7 separate regions of the Mus musculus genome follow, and regions 2, 3, 4, 5, 6 and 7 are each linked to region 1. A link is a contact called in public HiChIP or PLAC-seq and promoter capture Hi-C data. All regions are on one chromosome and are shown on one strand. The core of a region is the stretch at or near the end of the contact, and the rest is flanking DNA. Distances in the headings are between cores, read along the strand shown. Region 1 holds the start of Ltn1 (listerin E3 ubiquitin protein ligase 1). Region 2 holds the start of Scaf4 (SR-related CTD-associated factor 4). Region 3 holds the start of Mrpl39 (mitochondrial ribosomal protein L39). Region 4 holds the start of Jam2 (junction adhesion molecule 2). Region 5 overlaps Gabpa (GA repeat binding protein, alpha). Region 6 has its middle 41 kb from the start of Gabpa. Region 7 overlaps App (amyloid beta (A4) precursor protein).

Region 1 (2,991 bases), core at 228-2,727:
CTGAGTCATAAATGCTTTGAAAATGTTATTATCTAAAAACAACTTTAAGTCAGTCCTGGTGGTGCATGCCTTTAATCCCAGCACTGTAGAGACAGAGGCAGGCACATCTGTGAACGACTTCCAGGACAGGTGAGCTACAAAGAGAAACTGCCTTGATAAACCAAAATCAAAATAAAATAAAAACAGAATTAAATCTATAAAAGTTAGTAGAAATACAAATTGTAAGTCTACATGTTATATTTGTGTACTCCACCATGGTTAAAGTTTCACATGTTATATGAAGAATGACACTGTTTTTAGAATACATAAGGTAGAGAACTTGGGTGTTAAATACTGAGATCAACTCTCCTAAGGGTCAGCAAAATTTATAAATTAAGAGATGAGGGACTGGAAGGATGGCTCAGTGGTTAAGAGCACTGACTGTTCTTCCAAAGGTCCAGAGTTCAAATCTCAGCAACCACATGATGGCTCACAACCATCTGTAACAAAATTTAACTCCCTCTTCCGGGGTGTCTGAAGACAGCTACAGTGTACTCACATATAATAAATAAATAAATCTAAAAAAAAAATGGTGGAACAGGTCTATAAAAGCGAACTGTGTGTGTGTGTGTGTGTGTGTGTGTGTGTGTGTATGTGTGTGTGATCCATCAGGATAAAGGCTGCAGAGAAACACCTGCCTTTAAGATACTTTCAAAGCGCCAGGTGGTGGTGGCACACGCTTTTAATCCCAGCACTTGGGAGGCAGAGGCAGGAGAATTTCTGAGTTCCAGGCCAGCCTGGTCTACAGAATGAGTTCCAGGACAGCCAGGGCTATACAGGATGCATTAAGGTATCTAGAGCCACCTAACATATGGCCATCCGAAGCCTGCCAGGCCAGCCAAGTTCGTGGCAAGTTCAGGGTGGCCAGAGTGAAGCAGGAAAAGCGAGGTAAGCTTGAGACCAGAGACCCAACGGGTGACACCGACCTGACACCGGGCATACCACCGACGGGCTCGGGCCTTGGCAAGGAGGGACTGAGCGAGTGAAGCCCACGCTTGCTTCTTCCCTCCCACAGCTCCTACACAAGCTCGGCCACCCACGAGGGCCGCCCGGGTGCTCACTGTCACCGTTTCCCGATGACACCTCCCTCCCTGGGCGCGCTCCGTTTCCCAGATCCGGCGTGAAACGTCGTTTGGGTCCCAACTCCTCGACTTGTCCACCCGCGGGGACGCACACACCGGGAGGTCACACTCTTCCCTCACGGCCCTCTGGACACCCGGGCCGCAGGCCGCGGGGCTACCATCACCACAGGACTCACCCTGAGGTTCCCCTTAGTCCGCTGCTTGTTCTTCCCGCCCATGGTGGCGGTGGCAGCCCGGCTCTCAGTCTGCAGAGCCGAAGTTGACACGGGCGGGCCACAACTTCCGGTCCCTCGCGCCGGAAGGGGATTCACTGTAGCCACTTCCCCCTCGCCCTCCCAGCCTTTCGGCTTCCTACTTCCGCTCCCGCCTCCCTGTCAGGACTCTGACCATCCGCTGCCTGAAACGTAACAAAGAAGGCCACGCCTGCCTGAGTGGCGTCACTGCTGACCAATAAGAAACCAGCGTTGAGCCCGTGGCGCCAAACCTGTCCGAGATATTTGTAGTGGAGAGATTTCCTTCCTAGTGTGTAGGAATTTGCTCTTCCAGAGGTCCTGAGTTCGATTCCCAGCAACCACATGGTAGCTCACAACCATCTGCAATGGGATCTGACGCCCTTTTCTGGTGTGTCTGAAGAAAGCTACAGTGTACTCATATAAATAAAATAAATCTTTAAAAATAAAATGAAATAATAAAAGCAGAGGAGTTGGGGCGACTAACTTGGTAGAGTGCTTTCCTGGCATTCCTGAAGGCTGAGTTTGATTCCCTACATTGAGCAAACCAGGTCTGCTGGCACACCCTCCCAATACCAGCACTGAAGACACAGAGAAGAGGAGAATCACAAATTTAAGGTCAGCTTTGCACACTTAAAGTTCAAGGGCAGCCTGGGATATATGAAAATCTATCTCGAAATAGGAAATAAAAAGAAAAAAGAATCATCAGGTCACATAGGCATGAGACACTGTCTTAAAGAAACAACAAGAAACCATTTGAGCTCTACTCATGCCCCAGTCTTCAGCGATGCAAGGCCAGATAGGGGCCAAATCTAAACACATGCAATTTGAAATGAACCACAAACACCAATGAGGAAGGCTTTATACTGTTTGTACTTTAAAAGACAGGGTAGTTTCAAACTTCTGACTACTGATAACAAGCACAGATTGTTTAAAATTTCATTTTATTTCAAAGGTCTGGAGACAGGCTGGGATTAACATTGGGTCCGCATGTGGCAAGGTGTCTTGTACAATGACATCTCTGAGATAGCTTGGCCCTTTCTCTTGCCATCACTTCAGGGGCCATGGCAGAAAGAGAAGAGAGGCAAATTCATCCCCAGAAATCCTGCACTGTAACCTACAGCCCAATGCAGCTGCAAGAGAGGCCAGGAGGGTGAACAGGCAGCTTTTCCAGGTTCCTAGTGAAGGCAGAAGAGTGTGGGAAATCCCTAGCAAGTCGAACCATCAAAATTACCTTCACATATAATTTGTCTTTCAAGTTTCATGAGACAGAGCCTCGTGTAGCCCAGCTGGCCTTCAACTTCCCATCCTCCTGCCTCTACTTCCCAAGTGCTGGGATTATAAGCATGTGCCTTCAGATCCAGCTCACGTCAAGAAATTTCCACCAAGCTGTAGAGATGGCTCAGAGGTTAAAAGGGTGCACTGCTCTTGCAGAGGACCCAAGTTTGGCTCCCAGCACCCACACCGGGTACCTCACAACCTCCTGTAACTCCAGCTCCAGGGGATCTGATACCCCAAATATATTTACATGTTTATGTTCATGCATGCACCCTTGGAGGACAGAGTACATCAAATGCCCTGAAGTAAAGACATATAGGTAGTTATGAGCTCCCTGCCAGGGGTGCTGGGAACTGAACTTA
Region 2 (2,991 bases), core at 326-2,825, 2.9 Mb after region 1:
AGGACTAATTGGAGGGTCCCCTTCTGCAGCGCTACGAATAGAAAGAGAAGTAACAACCTAATACTATTGCGAACTGAGCCACAGAAATCTCATTGTGAGATGGAGCAAGTTCTGACACCACATCAACACGTGTCAAACTATGACATCAGATTCCTTCAGTGGTATTTGAAACGGGAAACATACCCCAACTTAATTCACAATAGTTTCCACTCTGTAACTGCGTTTTAAAGCATCAGTGGTCGTCTCCTCCTCCCACATCCATTCAGATAAATAAGATAGTATGGACTTTATGCCCCTAAGCAGCACATGGAACGATCAGAGATACAACTAGAGAGCTTTAAGGCGGCAGGCAGCTTTGTTCCCGGTTTGGGGAGGTTTTCACATGTAAATGTCCCTGAGGAAGGGAGCTGAGGATTAAGTACCCCGAGAGGGCGGTGCGAGGGTGAGCAGGTGGAGACCCAAGCAGCCTTACTAGCGGACTAAATGGGGCGTACACTTTGCTCTCCCATTCAACTTTTTAGGTGTCACGATGTACAGAAAGGGCACGTTCTAGATAGAAAGGCCAAGGGAACTACCGCTCTATGTTCATTTGTGAGCGTGTCAATCCAGGAGGTGGGAGGGCAGACACCCTCTCTAAGTCTCCGCCAACCGGGATCAGAGTCCAGCGGCCGCCGCGCAGCGCCGCGGCCTGAGCAACAGGAGAACCCAGGCGGCTGCTACGCCGGCCCCGGGACTCGCGGGAACTCCCGCCCCTGAGTCGGCCGAGCGCTCCGTTGCAGCCCCTGGCGGGATCCCGGCCCCGTAAAGCCGATAACGGGGCCGGGAGCAGCATAAGGGCCACGTTGAAGAAGCGGGAGTCGGCACAGGCCGGAAGGGGGCGAAGGGGCACTGGCGGGGGAGGGGCGCGGGGTCAGCCCCCGGCGGTGGCCGCGACCTCTCCCCGGCTCCAGGCCCGCTGCCCCGGAACCGGGGCAGGAAGCGTCCCCGCCCGGACTCGGTGCTCGAAAGCCCTCGGGCAGCGAGAGAAGCGGCCCCGGCGTGGCCCGCACCAGCCCTAACCCCAAGCACTCCTCACCTCCTGGTTGAAGGCGTTGACGGCGTCCATGTTCGCGCGCGTTGCGGCGGCGGCTGCGGCTGCTCCGGGCCCGCCGGTCACCTAGACCTGGAGCGGCGGCTGAGTAGGGCCGGGTGCCGGCAGGGCCCTTGGGCGTGGAGGGGGAGGAGGACGGGAGGCGACGAGCGGCGGAGGCCGAGCAGGAAGGGGCTGCGGCCGAGGCGGCGAGGCTGGGCCGGTCGAGCGCAGGCAGAGGCGGCGGGCCCCTGCTCAGTCCCGTGCGCCGGAGGAGGGATGGGAGGCGGCGGCAGCGCGGGGCTCCAACATGTCCGTTTGGCGGCGGCGGCTGCGCTCTGCGTCGCGCTGACACGGCCCCCCGCGCCCTCCCTCACGCACTGGCCCACACTGGCCCGGCCGGCGAGCGGGCGGGCCTCTCTGTCTCTCTCCTCTCTTTCGCCAGCAGGATGGCGGCAGCGACCCGAGTGCACGCCGCGCGAAGCACCCTGGGACAGCTCGGGCCTCCAAGCGCTTCCTGAGCCCGGCTCCGCCCCGCTCGTGCTTGGCTCCGCCCACGCCCCGCCCCTCCGCGCCCCACCGGCGCCGAGCCGCTAGCGTGTGACCGCGCGTTGTCGCGCGCTTTCCCGCCGGTTGCGGCTGCGGAGAGTTCCCGTCTTCTGGGCTCAGGATCCGGACGACGGCTCCCGGGGTGCATTGTGTCCGGGCAGGACTGCGCCCTGCTGCTGCGACAAACAAAGCGCGGAGGGTGAGCGTCTGCAGTCTCCAAGTCCCCTGCTTCGACTTGCGTGCGGACCTGGTGGACGCCCTGAGCAACTTCCGAGGACTGGGCTCCTGAACCCCTAACGCTAATCTCCCCAAACCCCGTTGGGTCGCTCTCGGCAGAAGTGTGTTCTGATTCACTTGAGTTCTCACCGCCTGCCGCGCGCTGCGACCGCTGTCTGTTGGGTGTGTGAAAAATGAAAGTTTTTCTGTAGAAACCTCACTTTTGTGGAGCATGAGTATAAAAGCTAGAAGGCCTGACTCGTACTGGAAGTTGGGGACTACTTCCCGTAGAAAAGGGCGAGCATCCTAAAAGAATTCGAGAAAGGAGGGGCCCTCTGGACCTTGCGCGCTGTGCTATCACCTCTCCTTGGAGGACAACCGGCTGGTACTTAGGGAAAGCAACTGGCCCTACCGAGACCAGATCCTAGCAGAGTTAGGATTTTGTTCTTAAGGGGGCATCATGCAGGTTGACATCCTGCAAAGTATGCATGCGGAAGAAAGTGGGGCCAGGAACAGCATGGCTTCGGGCCCTGGAGATGATGAGGCTGAAGGTATCAGGCACTGGAGGAAAGACAGAATGGTGTTCCGGAGGGAAGATGCACACTGCTTCTTGAAGGACATGAGTGCTGGGTTTGCGTCAACTTGGTAATAATTTAAGGAAGGAATGAGTTTGAGGGCGTAATGGCTAATCTTTGTCAATGCCTATGAACAGTGTCCTCATTTAAGTCAGCCTAGTTCAGTTAACCACCATGCCCAAGTTTATCTGGCTAGACGGTTATCTTTTCGGGCTCTAGCCATCTGAGCTGTCCCTGGGATAGTTAACTGAGGGCTTTTGCGATATGGGTAAAGTCCAGGAAAATGGCTGAGAGGAGGTAGATACCTGGGATTCAATACTGCACAGCTAACAGGAGCTGAAAAGTCAGACAGACAAGGAGCAGAGGTGTTTAAGAACAAGGTGTTTGGCCCAGCATGGTGGCACACGCCTTTAATCCCAGTACTGGGGAGGCAGAGGCAGGTGGATTTCTGAGTTCGAGACCAGCCAGGGCTATACAGAGAAACCCTGTCTCGGAAAAAAAAAAGAAAAAGAAAAATCTCAGCCCTAACCAAGGCTGTGGGTTCAACTCCGACAGGGTAAGGATCAGGAAATGCCTCTCCAT
Region 3 (2,991 bases), core at 276-2,775, 2.7 Mb before region 1:
TTAACTGCCAGAGTGGAGACTGAGTACACATCAGAGCCTTACCTAGAACCAATGCTGTCAATTACCCTAATGGTACTATTACAGAGTCTTTTAAAAAGCTAAACAACAGCCAACCGTGCCTATCTACTATTCGGGAGATATTTCAGTTTAAATATCCTATCTATGGAAGCCCTATCCAAATCCTATCAGTACCTTTACAGCCAACGACCTCTCTAACAATAGAAACAAAACAATTAACGTCAGCATTCACTATACTTATGTTTCCATTCACACATTTAGTACCTATACTAGATAAAACCACAACATGGGACAAGTAGGAAGGAGATGAGACATATACTCGGGGGGAAAAAAAAAACTAAAAAGATAAAGGTAGAATAAATGAAAACTCAAGAAAAAAACAAACCAAAACAAACCAAAAAAACAACCCTCAAAATACTTTAATGAGACCTGCTAGATAAATGCTCCCAGAACATGCATATTACATAGTCATATTCAGACAAACTAGGGAGACAACCTGTACAGCAGAGAAATGCTACGATACCCACCGTACCCACAAAACAAAGGGGACAGTGGGTGGCAAAATGGCTGCAAATAAATTCTACAGCTTCGCCAAGTAATGACAGCATGTTCCCCTCTGCAGTGCTCTGCACAGCGCGTGTAAAATGGTCAACATTGTTCTGCTGCTTACGCATGGCACAACTGTAAGGGGTTGAGATGTTTTTATTCATCACGAAGACAGTGCCGGGATCAGTTTTCCCAACATGCTTAACTTCGATCTTCTCCGTTCGGGGGGTTAACGATAACTGCCTGCTTTTCTCTCTGTTAAACAGATCATTCCGCATTTCTGTCAGCTCCGTGGGTGACAGCTCGGCAGCTGGCGACGTCGCTATAAATCCTATTAAGAAAGCAAAGTACGTAGTTTACTCTGGACCTGTAACAAGTATTGAAAACGGTAGAATTTTGCAGAACATAAGTCAAAAATTCGACTGAGGCAAACTTGAACCACTTTATAATGTTAATAATTTAGGATCCAACAACGAAAAAACAAAAAACAAAAACGCTGGGCTCTGATTTACTCTCACATCACCACCGATTTCCTCAGTGGCGTCCTAAAACCAGACTCGATTGGGAAGGAGAGCAAAGTTGTAGTTGGAAACGGTCTGGAGGGGAGGAGAACGCTCCAGGAAGGCGGAATCCCCGTGTCCAAACGATCAATAGCTAGCATGAGAAATGCTGAACTTTTCTTCCACACCCCAAAGCAAGGGACTTGGCTAGGCAAGCGCGAGTCCTCACTCCCTGGGAGATGGGGACATGTTTGCCGAAGACTGGGGCTCCTAAAACCCCCCACAAGAGCCGCCCATGCCCGCATCCCTTCTCTTTCCCTGATTCCTGCACCCCAGATTGTCTTCCCACACCGGGAACACAAAAAACTCACTCCAGCGAGCCCCGCCGCCCGCGCCGGGCCGCCGAAGAACCAGCCTTCCCACCGCGGTAGCCATGGCTTCCCGAAGTAGCCAAGGTAGCTCGGCGTCCCGGTCCTTCTCGTCCCTCTTCCCCCGGAAACGCGGAACCCGCGGCGGAGGTTCCGTAGGACTGATCAGCTCGGGACCGGATGCTAGGAGCGCGCCGAGCCACGCGGGGGCGCATGCGCGCCTCTCCTTGGATGGCTCACCCTTGGCCGCGCTGCGAGTCTTGTCCTTGGCTCGGGGACGACCGGCTGCCCTGAGGAGTCGCAGAAGTGTCTATTGGACAGAGGAGTCACACAGGCGCCTTTGTCTCACGAGGGTTCCAGATTCCCGGCAGAAAAAAATTAGAGGAGGACTCTTTGCGTTACGTCTTTGACAGTCTGGCCAGCCACGCCGGGTACAACTCTAGAGGGTGGAAATAAAAGAGGTTTGCAAAAGTGAGTTTCAGGTCGGCTGCAGTGGGGCTGAACCCGGTTCACCGTTTAGTCGGCCACGTTCCTGGGCTCTTGGAAACACGTCGTGTTGATTTTGCAAAGAACGTCCTAGAACTCTTTTCCGAATGATCTAGGCACGACTGCACGGAGTAACCGGGAATCTGTGTCTCGTCCCTGGATGTATCCCAGAAACGCAAACCGTGCTTGGCAGCTCAGCAAATATTTGTTATGACGGTTGGTAAAAACACACTGCTACATCTAACGCCTTTGTGGTGCCAGCACGTTCCCGTTGGAGCAGCATTCTTTACTTCTGCAAAGCTGAACCAATGAACCAATATAGTTTTATAAATTTAGTCAGGAATTTTCACATGATCCCTACTTTTAACTTGTGGTGGAGCACACACTGCCACCAGGCGGAAGGGTAAGCTCGGTCACAAATGCTATGTTTTATGCCACACAAATGTGCTGTCTCCTTGGCCCAAATAATACATGTTTACAATTGCATAGGGAAAGTGTTAAGACCTTTCCTCATCTTTAAGGCAAGACATGTAAGTATAAATTTGGATTCAACCATTCAATATTGTACTGGCCTATCTCATGTAAAGTCCTCGGCCGAGAATAGTGACTGATGCCTGCAATCCCTCCTCAAGAAGGCTTAGGTAGGAGCTGGAGAAGCCTTTAGCTACTTAACACACCTTTTCCTAACAATAGAAGTTCTAAATCAACTCTGGAAAAGTGTGCGCGCGTGTGAGCGTGCATGTGTGTTTCTTCCTTAAATGTTCTATGGTTCCCCTGAAAGCTTTCAGCTTCACAGCTTTTAGAGATTGTGTCCATTTCACCCCACCCCGAAAACTATAGTTCACGGCCACATTTAAAACAATCCTCTGGACGTTAGCTTGAGAAAAATTAATCATAAGCACATCTGCACACAGCTGATTGGAGCGTCTACTATCGCAGAAAGTAATTTTGCTGGAAGGATGCCACAGGTGATACTGACCAACAAGTACTGAATATATGCTAATTATAAAACTGTTTATTAACCCACACAACTGCCTTGAATGTCTGCCAAGCAACGTTTGGAGAGTTGGAGA
Region 4 (2,991 bases), core at 262-2,761, 2.7 Mb before region 1:
ATGGATATTTCCCCAAGGCATCTCATCCGAGAGAAGGGGGAGGCGCCATCTAGAGGGGCCACTCACAATTCCCGTGGTTCTAAGAACCTGTCTTACCACCCTATAGGACGAGACTGAAGACCAGACAATGGCTTAGATGTGGGCTGCATGGATGTGTGGATCCTTGGCTCTGTATTTTATCTCACTTCAGGGCCCCAAAGACAGACTTGGGGTTCACTGGAACTCTACAATGTGGCTATATCGAATCAATCAATCAATCAATCAATATCTCTCCCTTTCTCTTCTCAGTTTTCACGACTAATTTGACTCTTTTAATTGGATTGTCAAGGACAATTGACTTAACCTGTCTCTGAGCACAGGCCTTAAGTCTTTTTTTTTTTTTTTTTTTTTTTTTGCCTTAAGTCTTAAGTTAGATGACACCCTTACTCCCTTACTGTTTGTGAGTTTGGGCTACCAGCTCCATTTTTGCCTTTTTTTTTTTTTTTTTTTTTAACTTTGCTTTTCTTGCCCTCAGGGGTCTTCTGTCCCCTCCCCTTCCCCATGAGGGCCAAAGCTTTCATCACTGTTGCCCAGGCAACAGTGGGGATGCCTCATTCCTCACAGCTCTGCATATCTAAGTATATCTTAAGCCTTTGTCCGCAAGGCTGGCTCAATTCTTTGTAAGTGGTCCACCACTAAATCAGCCATCCTCTACACATAATTATTTATTATTTAGCTTTATTTAAAACGATTTTAAAAAATGTCTTCACCTGACAACGGCCTTTACACAGACGGGTCAATTTTCTTGAATGCCCCAGCCATCAGTTCTGGAGAGGAAATGTGAAAATCGCCTTTGCAAGTGCACGCTTCCGAAGTGCGGGTCAATTTTAAAGCACGCACTGGAGCATTCATAATGGATTTCCCTTTTAAAAGCACATGAGACCAAAAATAAACCTGACAAAAGGGCAGCTGTAGAGTTTTAACATGTGGAAAACTCCACAGGCGGCAGTTACATAACGGGGAAGAAACAAGATAAATATTTCACACCGTTAGATGAACTTCCAGATGACAACTAAGAAGCCAAGAGCCCAGAACACACCTTAACTCTCTAAGGGGTTGGGGGGACGGGGAGGACGGACTTGAAGCCAGAAGAGGCTAAGCCTGATGATAAAATCTGGGACCTGACTTGCAACTTGAGTGATGCCTTTGTCCCCCGCCCCCTCCGCCCCTCCCCACCCCCCCTTTCTAGAGGCAGGGGCTGAGCTCATGCCCCTATACTTTAAGAGCGCTTCGCCAGCGGTTTTGTCCGCTAGATAGAAATTTTCCAAAAAATATCTCCCACGCTAGGCAAAACACTGAAAAGGAAGTTTTTTTGCGCCAAGAGGAGAGACATGGCGAGACAGACCGAGCCACTACCGCTCCCAACACACACACACCCTGCCCATCCCACCCGGCTGCGCTCCTCCTGCCCCCAGCTCCTCGCCCTGGGGACAGCTGGCAGCCTAGCGCGGGACTAGACACAAAGCGGATCAGTCTGGGGGCGGGGGGCCGACCTGCAGGGTTCTCCCTCAAGAGGCTAGTCCTCTGCCGCCACTCGCTTAGGACCCTGCGGACACCGCGTCCCGCGTCCACGCCCTCCCCTCAACCCTCTTCCACCCTTCAAAAGAAGGACTGTCCCAGACACCACGTCCTAGGGCCAGAAGACCTGCCCCCACGACAGTCGCTGGAGACACCCCAGACCGGAGAGACTGACATCGGGACAGGACCCGCCCCTCTGCTTCCACCTCTCAGGGACCTCCTCTGCTCCGCCGCCGGGCGAAGTGCTGGGAGACCCAGCCGCCTGTCGCGCTCCTGCAGGGGGACCCTCAGCTAGGCAGCCAGCTGGCGCCCGCGTAGATGGCGAGGAGCCCCCAAGGCCTCCTGATGCTGCTGCTGCTACACTACTTGATCGTCGCCCTGGACTGTAAGTCTCTGGGGTAACAGTCCTTTCCACCCTCCGGTCTGGCTATACCAGCCTCCGGGACCCTCGCCTGCAGGCATGGCGCTCAGTGCTAGGGGGTCTGTCTCGGGGCGCCAGGCTTTGCAGTCTGGGAGCACGGAGGGTAATCTGGATGAGGGCAGGCTCTGGGCAGGGAGACTGAAGTCCTGTGCGTCTTGTAAATAGTGTTGGATCTGGGCAGTTAAGAATTGAAGAAAACAGACGATCCTCATCTCCTTGCAAAGTCCGAGGAAGTTTTCAAAGACACCGGGACGTGATCAGAATGCAAAACTCTCTAAGTATTCAAGATGCGAAGAGCCCAAGAAAGATGGCATCCGGGGTTGGCGAAGGCCACTCTTAAGTAGCTGCGGCTGAGGGATCAGTGGTTACGGTCCCAGCTGCCCCGGGCAAGGTGCTGGGTAAAGCACTTTAGAGGCGGTAGCGGGGTGAAATTAGCTGAGCCCCAGTAGCTTTTCGCCTTTACGCCTGCAAAACCGGCTTAGAGAAGTCTGTCCGCTCCAGCCAGCTGCCGTGTCCTCAGGGGATGTCCAGCCAGCGGGACTGGCTGTTAGGATTGTTAGAAAGGCGCAGGCGATGAATGAGCGAGCTGGCAGCTGGCATAGCTGCGGAGGCGTCCCAAAGCCAGTTTAGTTTCTCTGGGTACTTTGAAAGAGGATTTGCGCGGGTGCTGGCCTAATGTGATTTGAAATTTGATTTTTGTTTTCTTCGCGTTAACTTTTTAGGAAAAGGTAGGAAATTACTATCTATTTTTAAGTGAGGAAGTCCTTGTTGTTGTTGTTGTTGTTGTTGTTGATGATGATGATAAACACCCTCCCCCTCCCTGTTATCTTTTGTTCTGTTGGTTTCTTCACTAGGGAGGGGTAAATGTGTTATTGTTGAGGTTCAAGTTCTAGTCACAGTACTTAATAGTAGTTCAATTATTCTGCCCGACGAACGTCTTAACACTAACGCTGAGGCTTTTTCTCAGACCAAAGTGATGGGGGCTCACAAAACGATTTGCCGCTCAGAACCCG
Region 5 (2,991 bases), core at 276-2,775, 2.6 Mb before region 1:
TTCGTCACTTTAGCACTGCTCATTTGTGGTAGAACCATGAGTGTAGTTAGACAACTGTTAAGTTTCTGAGCAGAGAGAGTATTGACTTCATTTTTGTTGTTTGATTAGTTGTCTGGCATTCTAGCCCAGGGTATCCTATATAGCCCAGCTTGCCTTTGTCCTCACAGATGTCCTCCTGCTCAGCCTCCCCTAACTGTCCTGTTTTTAGTTCCATAGGTTTGGGTACGTATGAAGAGTTTCTTTCTCCTACACCGAGTGGTCAGCTGTTGGCTTTTCTCTTTCTCACTTATATCTGGACGCAGTCTCCACGTGACCAGAGCTGGCCTCTCGCCCCTGGTCTCTGACATCAGCTGGCTCCTCCATTATCCATTTTTGTAGCTTTGGCCAGTTCTCTAGGCACCATGCTTTCATTCCGTTTACAGATTGTCTAGAAAGGGTTCTGAAGAAGATGCTCTACTTTACCCTTCCAAACAGTATTTGTTTTCCTCTGCTCTGCTGATGGTACTGTCTGCATAGCACGGTAAAGCTCACTTTTACGTTTCCTGACCCCGTCCCATTAGTGTTGTAGGAAACACTCAGAGGCAACGCATTGTGACTCTTTCATCTGCTCTTTGTGCCTGGTCTTTCTCTTAGTTTGGTTATAGTGAGAAAGAATATTTTCCTTCACTGTATTTTATGCATTACTATTTATCCATTGTAACGTGTGTCCTTAAACGAATAATCTCGCCATATACTAAGTGTGTGCCCCTGCCTGACTTGTGTCTAGAGTCAGCACATCCTGAGCAATATAATATAAATTTTGGAGCAAGGAGTTCTCATTTTAAACTGGGATCCTCCTGTACAGATACTTTTGATCATAATTTCTCTTTACTGAATAAATTGGTTGTTGCCCAGCTTGTTGATTTTAAGAACTAGCTGAAATCTCCCCTCCATCTCTGATTTTATATCTGAGTTCCTGTGTTTGCACATCTTAAAAAACACAAACAAAACAATACTGATTTTCTGGTATTTCATTATTACTTTGAGAAAAGAGACAAAATACACATAGCCAATTCAATATACTAAACCAGTTGTCCTGGTAGTATTTAAGGAAAACAAATCAGACTGATATTTTCCCACCTTACTTGATACTAAAAGTTTCTTGTAAGTTTTTTAATGTAAAATGAGTTTGCTTTCTTAGATATTTTAAAGGGAGGTGTGGTTCATGGTAGCTTGGCTAGCTCAGAGCCACCTCTGTTGTTGTCAGGTAGCACACTAGTGCTGAGTGGCTTGCTTTCTCGGCTCTTGTTTACTGCCTTATTCATTCTCATATATTACCACCCCTTCATCATCCACCATTCCGTCTCTCTCGCTTTCTCTCCTTCCTGTACCACTGAGTCATATCCTCAGCCGTCTTTTCCTTTTTTTTTTTTTTTTTTTTTCCTTTTGTGAGACATAGTCTCTTTAAAATGCTCGGGCAGGCCTTGAACCTTTGATCTTCCTGCCTCAAACTCCCAGGTATATAGGTGTGGTTTACTTTCTCTTTTGTTGTTTCCTTCCCACTTCCTTTTTGCCCAAGGCTTCTCTGCCATTCCCTGCCCGCACATCCCTGGGCTTCTCACCGTTTGCGTTTGCATTCCGTCCCTTTGGACCCTGCATTCGGCCGCTGCTGCACGAGGAAGACTGTTCTTTGGCTGTGTTCCGTCTTGGCTTGTTGTGCTTTAGGGACGGCTGTTGGCTCCCGTCAGGCTTGCTGAGGTCACTGTGCTTCTGATAGGTGTGGAACCTAGAGCTCCTGTAGATTATTTTCCTTTCTGAGATGAGAGCTGACTGTTGGCCAAGCTGCCCTCAAACCACTTCACTCGGGGTTACAGAGTATGGCCACACCCAGTATCTTATAGAAGCTGCTTTGTCTTCACCCGTGTGTGATATGGACTCTGTGGTAGACCCTGGGTGTGTGTCTGGGTTTTGTAAGCATCTATGGGTTTCTGTTTTTACTCTCAGTTACTTTTCCTAATTTTCTATGTACATTCAGAGAAAATAAACTATATTCTCATCTTCTAGACATCCTTCCATCTCTGTGGCTTTTCTTTTGTCTATTTTTTTTTTTTGCCATAAATTATTCCTTGACTAGTTGTTACTTTTACACACATTTTCTTACAAAATAGCACTCATTCATTGGGTATCTGGCCAATACTACTTATGTAAACCATCATCTTAAAGCAAGAGTACCAGTGCCAGAATTAACCAAGCAATTAAGTGCCCACAGGTAATATCTTCAATTAGATGCCAGGAATATAGTTATACAATCTTTAAATATGCTGGCAGTCTTTAATTTTCTGGTTGCAAATTTGGTTAGCTTGTAAAAATAGCAGACAAAATGAAATAATTTGAGTATGTTTTATATACATTCAACAAATGCCTATTCAAGTCACATTGGTTGACTAAAGTCAGGTTTAGTACACAGTCCTTAGAGTTATGGACTTGATGCCACTGGGGGACCGTTGAGTGAACAGGAAGCTAGCATGCCATATCATAAGTGCCACCAAGCGTGAGTACACAGTGACCAGCTTGTTAGTGGGAGGGATGGGGAAAGAGTGCATTGTACACAATGCGAAGAGTGAGGCTAGCTCCCTAGTATACCAGGTAATTTTTTTCAAGGCACCAACTCTACAGTGCTACAAAATAATATTTTGAGCTTGGGCAGTGTCCTCCAGTATCTCCAAGGTAATAATATACTTTAGCTGTCATTTGATGCACCAGGGAACAATTTTATAGTTTGTTTTTCATGACAAAATTCCAGACTAAGTGATGTAGAACCAAGTGACTCCTGGTTCATTCTTGGAGACGTGAGATTGAGAAATGGAGAAAGAATAGAGGGAAAAAGGCAGCATCAGCATGAAGCTCTTCACAAATTAGTGTGCTTCACTTGGGAAGTCGCCTGTCTGGGGTGTATATGTGTATATATGTGTGTACTGAGAAATTAACTGTAAATGTATCTAAGATGGAACC
Region 6 (2,991 bases), core at 321-2,820, 2.6 Mb before region 1:
GCAGAGGAAAAGTGGTAATTTTGAGGCATTAAATAATACAATCTGAAAGTACTATAACTGGCTATTAATTTGTGTCATGATTCTTAAAAAGAAATCCACTTTTAAAAACCAGAAGGCTAGGGATCAATTTCACATGCTCATCAATAAATGTCTCAAAGTATTTAATCATATCTCATGGCCACTCACATACACCTTTAAAATTATTTTTATTCTTTCTATTGAATTTTTGATAAGCCCTTCTCCCCTAATTCAACTGGAGTTTGTATGCTGCTTATCTGGCTACTATTATTGAGTTATATGTCTAAATAATAAAAATGAAACCATGAGAGTGAGGTTTCTGGGATAAGGCGAGGTCCCAGTTCCAGAGTTTTCCAGCTGAGGTCACTGTGGCTAAGGCATCCTCGGCTGGCACGAGACGCGAGAGGAAGAAGGATGCAAATCGGAAAGCGTGGCCAAAGCAAAAGGACAGGGACACATTTTGGAGATGACGATAAATGTGTGGTGGCGGCTGTTTTCCTTTGGACTCAGTGACGGGGAGAACGCTTGTGCCTGAGCTGATGAGCCGGCACAACAAACGTACAGACTAAGCTGTAGTGATTCTGCAGGTGGTCGGCATCACTGGCCTTCGCAGTGACGCAGCGCATAAGTCACTAAATCAGCCTGTGTCATATTGCAGTCACTCGCAGATTCCCTGCGTTGGAGCTCATTGGCTGGCATCTGAGCTTGGCAGACAGTTGTAGAGGGAAGCCGCAGGCTACCTTTCCAGCAATGGGTTGAGGTCCAATCCTTCTCCCTCCATGTCACCAGGACACGACAGGAAAGTCCGAAGCAAGCCCAGGGTTGTTTATTAAGAACAGTTACCCCAGTTCAAAGTGGCTGAAAATTCTAGGATTAAAAATGTCTGCCTGGCCGCATCACAGCTCCAAAATAAACAGTGTGTGCTTGAGCCCCGCCAGCTGTTTTGGTAGTCACACATGTAGTCTAAATGGCAAGGTAAAGAAATTTATGTAACTAAAAACTGTTCATCAACAAGGACTCCCTGGGTTTTTTTTTCTCCCCTTTGAAATGGGAAAACATATTTTTCAGATCTTACTCAGCTGTGCAAGGAGGTAAACAGATGTATTCCTTCACACTCCCTGCAGAGCATATTGCGCTGCTCACACATACAAAGCGATGGAGTTGAAGCTACACAAATGTTGTCTGTTATGAAACCTGTCTCCGCAGGGATATCATTTCCAAGGAGGGTCTCGTTTAAGAGACCAGTGCTTGGTGTCACGCTTTGTGCGAAAGGTGATTTTTTGTTTTCTTATGAACACAGTATTATTCACGTTTAAACCTTGGCTTAGTGGGCAGTTATTCCTCACCTCCTCCTTCTTAAACTTAGAGGATTTTATCTGTTTAAAATTCTGTTGTTCCTGTCGAGGTGTTGAATGGCTCCACTGAAGGAAGAAGGGTCTGGGTGAAGTTGAAGGGAATTCTAGGCATGGAGGCAACACACAACACAGCCTTGGAATCCGAGAGTTGACGACGGTGCTCCCCATGGAAACAGCATTCATTTGGAATTCTGCCAGAGCATGAGCACTGTGTTCAGCATGTACGTCCCTGTCAAGAGGCTGGAGGACCCTGCTGATGAGGCTCAGTGGCCCAAGAGAGAAGCCTGAGGAGGGGTTTGTGCCAAAGACACCTGCATCTTGGATAGTCTTGTAGCAACCCTCCAGACGACTGTCCTCTGCTGTCCATGGGGAATGACTCCAGACACAGGCACCGGACTTTGAGGGTGCGCAACACTCATAGGGCAAGAATTTGCATATAACACAAGCACAAACTCCCTAGGTCGCCTCTAGACTAATACATAGAACGTTGTGAGCACTCTGTAAATGATTGTTTAACGGTGCCATTTAGGGGTAGTGACAGGAAAATGGTTTGTTTTTGGTCACTAACTGTTAGCAGTTGTCAATTAACCTCTCAAATCGACTAGGCAGGGGCGTGTTTCTCGATACTCGCCCCAATGTTTTGGGTTCCTGAATGAAAGACACACACAGACACACACACAGACACACAGACACAAACACACACACACACACACACACACACACACACACACACTGTTTAATGTGCCTTAACAGCTCAATGGCTGGGTCACTCCCAGAACTCCACATGGCTACACTTCCCAATATCCCTGAGTTACACTTACTGTCCTAGACCCAATGGGTGGGGGTAGGGACTGGGGCTTTTTTTCCCTGCTCTCTCTTCTGCACTTCTTAGGCCTCGTCCTTCTTCTTTCCTGTCGTGGCAGTTCTCAATCCTTCTGTAGGTCCCCTTGCCCACGAATCCTAAAGTCCTGCCTCTGTCTCACCGCTCAGCCATTGGCTGCCGGCCACTTTATTCACCAATCAGAACCAACTGGGGGCAGGGACCCTCATCATCTTGTGCAATTTTGGGAACCCAATTAACATAATATAAGCATTAGACGAAATCCACAACAACTATCAGATAAAACATTTTTTGTTGTTGTTTTGAACATTCTCTGTAGCCCAGGATTGGTTTTATAGTCATTGCATAGCTGCAGGTGGCCTTGAACTCCCGACCCTTGGGCCCCCACCTCCCAAGTACTGATATTATCGGCGTTTATGTCATGATTGGTATGTCATGATTGGCCAGATGTAATTTTTCAAACAATTTTTATACACAGTTGGTTGAAGCTGCTGGTCTGGACCTTGTAGAGATGGAAGGCTGACCGTATTTCTGATCAGTCGCTGAAATATTGAAATGAGCTGTAAAGGCTCAAGGGAATGTGACCACTTAGCAAAATAACAATAGGTTCCAACCTAAGACCCAGGGTTTCCCAAGCCATGGATTCGTGATGAGTGTTTTAGTTCCAGATCTGAAATTCTTTCCTGTGGAACAAATATCAAATCCAGCAAAAATAGAGTTACCCTATTTTTGATACTAGCACTATACCAGTTATCACATCTTGCCAGGCAGATCAGT
Region 7 (2,991 bases), core at 143-2,642, 2.4 Mb before region 1:
TATCTTGATCATGTGAAACTTGACACAAGCTAAAGTCACCAGAGAGGAGGGAAACTCAGCTGAGAAAATGCCTCCACAAGATTAGGTTGCACACATGCCTGTATGTGGGAGATTTTCTTAATTAGTGATTGATGGGGGTGGGGTGGGGCCCTCCCTGGGCAGGTGATTCTGGGTTCTATAAGAAAGCAGGCCAGTAAGCAACACCACTCCAAGGCCGCCACATCAGCTCCTACCTCTTTTTGAGTTCCTGTCCCGACTTCCTTTGACGATAAATAGTGAAGTGGAGGTGTAGATCAAACAAACCCTTTCCTCCCCAAGCTGCTTTGGCCATGGTGTTTGAGCACAGTGGTAACCCTGACTAAGATAAGGACCTGCCACGCAGTGCTGTATGCTGGCACCACATGTAGTGACCCGGGGACGGATTATGATTCAAAACACATTACTTTCTCCTCGCTACAATGTCAGAAAATCTTGTAAGTCAGAACACTGTAAATCAGAGACTGAAGGGAAAGACTGGTCTAACTTCATGTAGGATACATTAATAATGTTTAATTTTTTAGGTCAAAGATATATACAAATACACTCTCAATTTTCTACAAAAGCTTGTATTTTTACTAGCACATATAAACATTAAACCTTTTGAATTATTCAAGAATCATTTGAAGTAGAAGATGAGTTGATTTCTCTGAGTGTGAGGAAGAGTTCAAGACCCGGTATTTTAAACAAGAACTCCTCCACATTATACTTTACTTGGTCCCAAGTATGCATTGAGACACAGTGACTTCCAGGATACCAATTTCCACTGAGAGTAACTTTTCTTCCTAAGTGGCTTCTGAATGAGACTTTCAGATTGTTGAAGTATTTACAGCAACTGAAGTAAGATCCTGAAAAATGTAGACACTGTTTACTGTCAGCGGAGTAAGGGACAGACATGCAGAAATGACAGGATGAACTCCCGAGGGACCGGAACCTGCCAGCTTAGATGCTCGCTTCAACTCGTGGCAAGCTCCGGGCACAAGGCTGTGTTGGACACAAGGCCGTGTTGGACACAAGGCCATATTTGAACACTCTGATGTCTACAAAGGGTTCCCCATTCCTCGTGGCCACTTTTCTTTAATGGAAGAAAATTGTCTCATTTATTCACACCCCAGGTATTTAAAACTCACTTTGATTTCTGAAGAACTCTGGCAAGATGTGAAGAAGCCCTCGACCCCTGACCAGTTTTAGTCTCTGATTTTGATCAAATCAGTTAATCACCCTAGATCCTTAATCTGCAAAGCTGGAGGGTCCGGCACCACTTTCAAGTTCCCTTGAAGAGCCTCTTAGCAGCAGGGTAGATGCAGACCCGAGCTGAATGTGGGAAAGGAAGCCAGCTTTTCTCTCTCCACATCAAAGAGAACAGTCTGCCAAACCTCTCACATTTTCATACAATGTTTGACTTGCAGGGCGATGCCTGGTTTATCAAAGGACAGACTGTGTTTTGAGCAATCCACAGATTGCTTAAGTTTTCCCTCCTGCACCTGAAGGAGGTACTTTCTGCTTTAGGTATAAGAAGGCTTCTCCTTAAGGTGGGAGAAAACAAAACACTCAGTGCAAGACACTGGCTCCCTGCCTAAGGGAACGAGGGAATGTAAACACAGGCTCAGCGCTAACCGCACTCCTATAGGCCTGAACACATTACAAAGCCCTTCCCTTGGCTTCCACCTCTTTTTCTTGAGACAGCTTTCTCCCATTTTGCTCAGGATCACAGACATTGCCAGCAGCAGACTGGAAACGGCTCAGGTTGGTCTTCAGTAGTAAACGTGAGGGTTACTGTTGCTCTCTGATATATTCTGAATACCTATATTGCATGGGCTTGCTCTCAGACTCTACATGTGGGATGTTCTGAAAGCTAAAGCTTTCAAAGCATTCCGAATCTCAGCTCTTTGGACTGAAGATGATAGCTAGTTATAACTGGTAGCGTTGTGCCCCGAATTTGAAAAATTCTGAAATCTGAAACATTTCCAATCCCAAGGACTTTGGATAAAAGATTCCGGACAAAGTACAGAGAAACAAACAGAAACTCAAAGAATTGGTTGAACCCATTTTATCTGGCATCACCTACTCTAATAAATCCGAGGGGAAGATGGTAGGTAGCACATTAGGAAATAGTCCTCTCCCTTTACCCAGTTACATACAAATTAAGAGCTCTAAGCTCACATGAGCACGTGTAATATCCTGGAGGAAGAAAGCAGATCATCTCACACTCATAGTTCTCTTAGGCCCAACCATTTCCACCGGTAGTTCCTGAACTTTAGTATTCACAGCCAACACCTTGTACTGCGGTTGTTCTAAAGTCTAAGGACACTGGGGTAGGCAGCCTAAAGGGGGGTCTGAGAGAGAGAACCCGAGTCTTTGAATATCTTCCATCCTTTACAGCTCTATAGTTTTACAGGCAACATCACTCAAGAGAGAGTATTAGTATGTATGATGTATGTACATGTGCTTGTATGTGAGTACAGGCATTTATACAACTTGGTGTGTAGGTGGAGGTCCCAGGACAGCCTCAGTTGTCAGTCTCCAGTCTCTGCTTTCCAACCTGTTTGAGACAGGGTCTCTTGTTTATTGCTCATGCTGTGAGCTTCCAGGTTTTTGTGTCTGCCTCCCATCTTCCTGTAGGAGTATAGGGACTACAGATGATGCTATGTCCATTTTTACATGGGAGGGGAGAGAGATTCAAACTCAGGTCTTCAAGCTTGGGCAGCCTGTGATTTACCTACTGAGTCATTTTCCCAATCCACCTCCCCTAAAAAAGATCTAACAATAGCAAAAACATCTCTCTCTGAAGACAAGCTGTGTATCATTTACATCCATTACTATATCTGGACCTTGGACCATTAACATAGTCTAGACTGTGCACTATCACTGTAGGCTGAATATCATTACTATAATACTAAGTACAATCACTGTAGTCTGAGTATCATTACTATAATACTAAGTACTATCACTGTA

The links. Promoter capture Hi-C pulls out the DNA fragments that hold promoters and counts their contacts. HiChIP or PLAC-seq counts read pairs in DNA pulled down with a chosen protein or histone mark.
Region 2: a promoter capture Hi-C map of pre-B cells shows a contact between it and region 1. The contact joins the promoter of Scaf4 here to the promoter of Ltn1 in region 1. A contact is called at or near these places in 10 of 39 promoter capture datasets (the 3T3-L1 cell line, 3T3-L1-derived adipocytes, embryonic stem cells and 6 more), 1 of 484 Hi-C or Micro-C datasets (B cells), 2 of 115 datasets of contacts at active chromatin or transcription factors (astrocytes and large pre-B cells) and 1 of 9 other capture datasets (liver).
Region 3: a promoter capture Hi-C map of pre-B cells shows a contact between it and region 1, with 7 times the contacts expected there. The contact joins the promoter of Mrpl39 here to the promoter of Ltn1 in region 1. A contact is called at or near these places in 10 of 39 promoter capture datasets (3T3-L1-derived adipocytes, the HPC-7 cell line, cranial neural crest and 6 more), 7 of 484 Hi-C or Micro-C datasets (B cells, CD4 T cells, CD8 T cells and 3 more), 5 of 115 datasets of contacts at active chromatin or transcription factors (astrocytes, cardiomyocytes, embryonic stem cells and 1 more) and 2 of 9 other capture datasets (adipose tissue and liver).
Region 4: a contact with region 1 is called in a promoter capture Hi-C map of stem cell-derived epiblast-like cells, with 4 times the contacts expected there. The contact joins the promoter of Jam2 here to the promoter of Ltn1 in region 1. A contact is called at or near these places in 7 of 39 promoter capture datasets (the 3T3-L1 cell line, cranial neural crest, embryonic stem cells and 4 more), 6 of 115 datasets of contacts at active chromatin or transcription factors (all in embryonic stem cells) and 1 of 9 other capture datasets (embryonic stem cells).
Region 5: a contact with region 1 is called in a promoter capture Hi-C map of embryonic stem cells, with 11 times the contacts expected there. The contact joins the enhancer-like site here to the promoter of Ltn1 in region 1. A contact is called at or near these places in 17 of 39 promoter capture datasets (the 3T3-L1 cell line, 3T3-L1-derived adipocytes, the C10 cell line and 11 more), 2 of 484 Hi-C or Micro-C datasets (LSK cells and embryonic stem cells) and 1 of 115 datasets of contacts at active chromatin or transcription factors (embryonic stem cells).
Region 6: an H3K4me3 HiChIP or PLAC-seq map of embryonic forebrain shows a contact between it and region 1, with 7 times the contacts expected there. The contact joins the enhancer-like site here to the promoter of Ltn1 in region 1. A contact is called at or near these places in 4 of 39 promoter capture datasets (the C10 cell line, liver, pre-B cells and 1 more) and 3 of 115 datasets of contacts at active chromatin or transcription factors (astrocytes, embryonic forebrain and embryonic stem cells).
Region 7: a contact with region 1 is called in a promoter capture Hi-C map of liver, with 5 times the contacts expected there. The contact joins the enhancer-like site here to the promoter of Ltn1 in region 1. A contact is called at or near these places in 4 of 39 promoter capture datasets (3T3-L1-derived adipocytes, cranial neural crest, hippocampal neurons and 1 more) and 1 of 115 datasets of contacts at active chromatin or transcription factors (astrocytes).

What each region holds. Positions count from the first base shown.
Region 1 is chr16:87,431,129-87,434,119 of GRCm38.p6, forward strand. Ltn1 (listerin E3 ubiquitin protein ligase 1) reads right to left here and starts at 1,478. Exons shown (of 30, transcript NM_001081068.1): 1 at 1,298-1,478. The coding sequence starts at 1,339. Rwdd2b (RWD domain containing 2B) reads right to left here. Exons shown (of 5, transcript NM_016924.2): 5 at 2,203-2,991.
Region 2 is chr16:90,282,928-90,285,918 of GRCm38.p6, forward strand. Scaf4 (SR-related CTD-associated factor 4) reads right to left here and starts at 1,576. Exons shown (of 20, transcript NM_178923.4): 1 at 1,076-1,576. The coding sequence starts at 1,105.
Region 3 is chr16:84,733,719-84,736,709 of GRCm38.p6, forward strand. It overlaps Mrpl39 (mitochondrial ribosomal protein L39), which reads right to left and starts at 1,526. Exons shown (of 10, transcript NM_017404.5): 1 at 1,436-1,526; 2 at 689-895. The coding sequence starts at 1,499.
Region 4 is chr16:84,772,612-84,775,602 of GRCm38.p6, forward strand. It overlaps Jam2 (junction adhesion molecule 2), which reads left to right and starts at 1,512. Exons shown (of 10, transcript NM_023844.5): 1 at 1,512-1,942. The coding sequence starts at 1,876.
Region 5 is chr16:84,849,441-84,852,431 of GRCm38.p6, forward strand. All of the region lies in intron 5 of Gabpa (GA repeat binding protein, alpha), which reads left to right. Among named protein-coding and RNA genes, the nearest start is that of Gabpa, 16 kb to the left of the region's middle. Within about 2 kb of position 1,526, at least 15 of the 459 cell types and tissues checked have an H3K27ac peak or open chromatin away from gene starts, as enhancers often do. A contact at or near this core is called in embryonic stem cells, where this site is marked.
Region 6 is chr16:84,874,686-84,877,676 of GRCm38.p6, forward strand. No RefSeq gene overlaps it. Among named protein-coding and RNA genes, the nearest start is that of Gabpa, 41 kb to the left of the region's middle. Within about 2 kb of position 1,571, at least 36 of the 459 cell types and tissues checked have an H3K27ac peak or open chromatin away from gene starts, as enhancers often do. A contact at or near this core is called in embryonic forebrain, where this site is marked.
Region 7 is chr16:84,994,184-84,997,174 of GRCm38.p6, forward strand. All of the region lies in intron 13 of App (amyloid beta (A4) precursor protein), which reads right to left. Among named protein-coding and RNA genes, the nearest start is that of Gm10791, 23 kb to the left of the region's middle. Within about 2 kb of position 1,393, at least 18 of the 459 cell types and tissues checked have an H3K27ac peak or open chromatin away from gene starts, as enhancers often do.